2 separate regions of the Mus musculus genome follow, and region 2 is linked to region 1. A link is a contact called in public promoter capture Hi-C data. All regions are on one chromosome and are shown on one strand. Each heading gives the region's core, a stretch centred on a gene start, on an enhancer-like site or on the middle of the called end of the contact. The rest is flanking DNA. Distances are from core to core; before and after follow the strand shown. Region 1 has its middle 59 kb from the start of Gm33365. Region 2 holds the start of Fabp4 (fatty acid binding protein 4, adipocyte).

Region 1 (2,700 bases), core at 86-2,585:
AAACAAATGAGAAATAGTTACAGTAATTGCTCCATAGTTTTCTTAAAACCCTTTCATGGAAAACCAAAATTGCAGTCTGTAACCACCATGAAACTCCAAAGAGTCTGAGGGACCTGGAGAGGCTCCAAAAGGTGATGTATTGGAAAAGAGTTTGAAAAGTCCCGAACAGCTTCAGAACAACTAAGGAAAGAAAGGAAGAGAGAGGGCTAAAGGGAAGGGGAAGGGGAGGGAGAGGAAAAGGGAGAGGGAGAGAGAGAGAGAGAGGGAGAGGAGAGAGAGAGGGAAGGAAGGAAGGAGGAGGAGGGGGGAGAGAAAGAGAGAGAGGGAAAGAGACCAAGTCTTATGGAAAGATGCTTTTAAAAAGTGCATCATCCTGAGTGAGGTAACACAATCACAAAAGAACTCAATTGATATGTACTCACTGATAAGTGGATATTAGCCCAGAAACTTAGTGTACCCGAGATATAAGATACAATTTGCAAAACACATGAAACTGAAGAAGAACGAAGCCAAAGTGTGGACACTTTGCCCCTTCTTAGAATTGGAAACAATCACCCATGGAAGGAGTTACAGAGACAAAGTTTGGAGCTAAGACAAAAGGAGGGACCATCTAGAGACTGCCATATCCAGGGATCCATCCCATAATTAGCCTCCAAACGATGACACCATTGCATACACTAGCAAGCGTTGGCTGAAAGTACCCAGATATAGCTGTCTCTTGTGAGACTATGCCGGGACCTAGCAAACACATAAGTGGATGCTCACAGTCAGCTATTGGATGGAGCACAGGGCCCCCAATGGAGGAGCTAGAGAAAGTATCCAAGGAGCTAAAGAGATCTGCAACCCTGTAGGTGCAACAACATTATGAACTAACCAGTACCCCGGAGCTCTTGACTCTAGCTGCATATGTATCAAAAGATGGCCTAGTCGGCCATTGGACAGGCAAACTTTATATGCCCCAGTACAGGGGAATGCCAGGGCCAAAAAATGGGAATGGGTGGGTAGGGAAGTGGGGGGGAGGGTATGAGGGATTTTTGGGATAGCATTCTAAATGTAATTGAGGAAAATACGTAATAATAAAAATTATTTTTAAAAAAGTGCACTCACAAAATTGGAAAGAGATGGCTGAACAGAGCCATGCATGAGAGAATGAAGAATCTATACCCTTGTCCTCTCTGTCTCAGCCAGCAGGCTGAAAACACAAAGACTGTATCCAGTAAGCTGTGGTGAAGCCAGAACCAAGGACAAGAAGATGCCCAGTGGCCCCAACCTCTGGAAGAACAAGTTGTTACTGAATAGGGCCAGCCCTAGAACCATTGGCTGGCACCAATAGAACAGCATAGAACACTGTGAAGGCAATCTGTGCTGATTGACCTGCTGAGAGACAGCTCAAGCCAACCACACTTCTGAGAGCCTATAAGTACAAAGGTCAAGCTTTGCAAGCTTCCTGGCAGCCAGGATATTGAACAGAATTTGCTACCTCCCCCCACCCCCACAATGCCTTACCTAGCCATCTCCCTGACTCTAGGCAACAGCAGGATATCTGAGATGAGTTTCAGCAATGGTTCTGGATTCGTGGTGCTTCAGAAACCAGAAACCTTGAACCAGACCAACGACTAGTTGCAAAAAATATGTGCATTTAAAGCTCATTGGGAAACCAAACCAAAACACAAACAAACAAACCTATGTGTCACATTGCACTGTCCAATGCCATGACATCAAACTAATATGTGATGGATAGGTGGGAACAGTAGAGGAATAGAGTGGAGAGTGCCTGAAGGGGAGAGGTGATGGAGACTCAGCACAGTGACAGGTGTGAGAGAGGTGCAATGCATGCCAGGAATGTGTTGTTGCTGAGCAGGGCTGATAGAGTGCTTTACAGCCTGGAGCTTGTGCAGACTCCGCCCTTAAACACACTGCCCTGATCTCCCTAGTTCTGGGCAATAACAAGACATCGGAGATAAAGAAAGGTTCCTTTTCTGAATTGGACCCCTATGATCCATGCTGCCCCAGGAGGCCACTTAAGTATCTGTGGCCTGCTGCCCCAGGCCATATGGAAGCCTGAGGTTTACATCAATATCCAGGGTCCTTTAATAGGCTGGGGCCAAGTGTTGCTACCTGAAGCCATATTGATGTCTGTGGGTCATACTACTGCTGGTGGGGCATGTGGATGTCTTTGGCCTTTGTGGCAACTGAGGGCTATGGTGGTGTCCATGGCCTGTCTATGGTCTGTTCTGCCATTGGAGACCATGCTGAGGTTCATGTCTTATGCTGCTACAGGAAACCATGTGGAAGTCCACGGTCCCTGTTCCTAAAGGGCAAGGGAGTCCTTTTTGACATGGCATTGATGACTAGAGACTCATAGTTGAGAAAGAGGGGCATAGAAGGGACATGTGACAATTCCAACCTCCATGCTATCCCACTACTCAAAAACAGTAACAGTCTAGACAGAAAGTCATCAAAGAGAACTCTTAAAAATTGTGATAAGGATGCTGAAGTATAGCTCTCCAGAACTGATGGTTTCTGATGGGGCTGCAGCTAGGACAGACTCAGGTTGTTTTGTTTTAAAGGGGCTGGCCACTGGGAAATTGGCTATGCTTCTGTGAATAGATGGGCAACACCATCTGGACTTGTTTTCCTCTCCCCCTCCTCCTTCTTCTCTTCTTCTCCCTCCTCCTTCTTTCTTTTTTATGGGGGATC
Region 2 (2,700 bases), core at 30-2,529, 85 kb after region 1:
TTATAATTTAGATAGGAATGGTAGCAGTATGAAATGTTTCAAGTGGTCAAGAGCTAAAAGTGTCTCAAGCCCTGGTATTTCTGGCTCAGTGCATAGTAACTACCACACTGAACAGTAAACAGTCGATGGGCTAAGTCATGCTGAAATTCCCGATATTCTTCTTGTCTGCAAACAAGACAACAATATTGACAGACAACCAAAAGTTCCCACTGTATAACTGAGGGAAGGTTTGCAGGTTGAGGGGAGTCTGTCCTAACGGAGATACTCTGTAATATGGGGAGGTCAGGAGAGAGGGCTTCAAAGCAGACGCTTCCTGATGAAGTACATCGCTGGCTGGGCGATGGCCCCTCTATACGGATAGGCAAAGCTGTTTGGCCACACAGCAGCCTGTGGGCAGTGTTGACAGGACATAGACCGTTGTGAGCCCATATCGTGGGAAGGGCAAGTTCTATGTGTGCTTTGCATGCCCTGCTTTCCTTCTGAATTACTCACAAATCTATGACATCACATATCACTCTAAACCAACGAAGAAACCTTTAAGTCCTTGAAGGAAAGTATCTCCGGAAGCCAAGCTTTTGTCAACTGTAAAATAATCACACATTCTTAGGCCTTGACATTGAGACAGAAAAGAATTTGCTAAAATATATTTTCCAACATGATTTGTTTTCTAAGAGGGGCAATATCATGACTTCAGTTTTAAGTAAAAGTTGCCCCCATCCTTTAAAAAAAAAAACAAACGGAAGGAATATTTTTCTCTTTAAATTATTACAAATTTTTCATGTAAAAGGAGATGTTGAAAACAGGCAAGTAGCCAAATGAACCTCAGAATCGCAAGCTTGGCAAAGAAGGCCACATCTTGTCGTTCTACAGAGAGTAAAAGATTGTCCTGTAGACTCTTTCTTGCGGGTTCACCTGGAGGGATCACGAGCTTGAAGCTTTGAGAAAACTTCTAGGACAGACTTTTTCTTGTGGCTTCTACATACACCCTCCATGCGGGAAGCAGCATTTTCTCCCACCACAGCTCCATCCTGTCCCCCCGGGCTGCAAGGCAGCTGCAAGCCCTCTCCCCAGCCCGGGGGACCCCGACCCCCACAGCACTCACCCACTTCTTTCATGTAATCATCGAAGTTTTCACTGGAGACAAGCTTCCAGGTTCCCACAAAGGCATCACACATTTTGTAAACCTTCGAGGAGGAGCTGTCTTCCAGGTGAGAAAGGCTGCAGCACAGGAGGGTGCTATGAGCCTCTGAAGTCCAGATAGCTCACTTTTAAAGATGCCCTGACCATGTGACTGTAGGAGTGACCAATGGGGGCCAGATCATTTCCTTCATGACCAGACCCTGTATGTTTTCCTCTGAGTCATGTTTTTAATAGAAATTTCTCAACTTTGGTTCTCCCTGGCAATGATCACTGGACTTAGAGTACAAATTATTTTTAACCATGAACAGAGTATTTTAAAGGTTCCTGTTTTGACTGTCAAAAGCTAATGCATTGAACTTCCCCCCATTATTCCTTATGGATTTGCCTCATTGTGGAGGAGACAATTATCTTGGACACATTTGACCTTCTTATCTTGAGTTTTTATTTTATTAATACTGCAATAATGTGTTTAGTTCTTCTGAATTTGAGAACATAAAAACTATCTTAGAGATTCTTAGTCTTAATGGCTCTTTTGTTAGAATAGTGTTTATCTCAGGAATTTTAACAAAATAAATAATGACATTTTAAAGTAGCCTAGTTTTTTGATTTTTGGTTGTTTTGTTTCCTTGGTTTTTTTGGTGGGTTTTTTTGTTTTTGTTGTTGTTGTTTGGCTTTGTTTGGTTTGGGTTGGGTTTTGGTTTGGTTTGGTTTTTGAGACAGTCTCGCTGCACAGCTCTGGTAGTCCTGGAACTTACTACCTAGACCAGGCTGGTCTCTAACTCAAAGAAACCTAGCTGCCCCTGCCTCTGGATGCGGGCTACAGCGGCCTAGATTTATAATTTCAAATATTTAATACATACTTAAAATACATTCTGCTCATTGCTCAGGAATGTAGTGCACAGATTTAATTACATTAAAAGTTAAGCCTTATTCTTCCCATTCGTAAATAGCCATGTAGTACTCATTTTTACAGACCCTTCAAAAATGGGTCCCAATGCAAAATATGTCCCTCATTTCATTTTTGAAATATATTGTAAGTTTTAATTTCATGCAGACCTAAAGATTGTGGGTTTATGTGAATGATCAGAAGTAATGTGGTCATGAATTATCAAAACCTGTTTTCTTCTTTGACACAGTGACTCATCTGAGATAGCTTTTATAAAGTAATCCAGTTTCTCAGCCTCCCTGCCTCACAGCAGAATGATGGGAGATGTTCACATGTACACCAGTGCCTGCGAGCACACCCACATTTCAGGGTGTTAGAGAGAGATGGACTGCTGTACAGGGGCTCGCTGAGAAGTACCTGCTCCCAAGTCCCTACCAGCCCCCAAAGTCTGGGGAAACAGACTCTGAAACATGATATTTTCTGTAGGAAAATGGGCTACTGTAAAAGTTTGATAAATTTAACTCACAGTAACAACTTTTAATCGCATCTGCTAGTGTCAGGGGAACAACTTTCACCCACTATGGACTACTCTCAGACTCAGGCTTCCTACTGGATAAGACCCCCTGGATTGCAACTCAAATAAAATAAGCGATTTTAATGCAGGAATAATTTTG

Evidence for each region. Promoter capture Hi-C pulls out the DNA fragments that hold promoters and counts their contacts.
Region 2: a promoter capture Hi-C map of liver shows a contact between it and region 1. The contact joins the promoter of Fabp4 here to the enhancer-like site in region 1. A contact is called at or near these places in 5 of 39 promoter capture datasets (the 3T3-L1 cell line, liver, macrophages and 1 more), 1 of 484 Hi-C or Micro-C datasets (adipose-derived mesenchymal stem cells), 1 of 115 datasets of contacts at active chromatin or transcription factors (heart atrium) and 3 of 9 other capture datasets (adipose tissue, liver and macrophages).

Annotation. Positions count from the first base shown.
Region 1 is chr3:10,122,431-10,125,130 of GRCm38.p6, forward strand. No RefSeq gene overlaps it. Among named protein-coding and RNA genes, the nearest start is that of Gm33365, 59 kb to the left of the region's middle. Within about 2 kb of position 1,336, at least 15 of the 459 cell types and tissues checked have an H3K27ac peak or open chromatin away from gene starts, as enhancers often do. A contact at or near this core is called in liver, where this site is marked.
Region 2 is chr3:10,207,337-10,210,036 of GRCm38.p6, forward strand. Fabp4 (fatty acid binding protein 4, adipocyte) reads right to left here and starts at 1,280. Exons shown (of 4, transcript NM_024406.3): 1 at 1,103-1,280. The coding sequence starts at 1,175.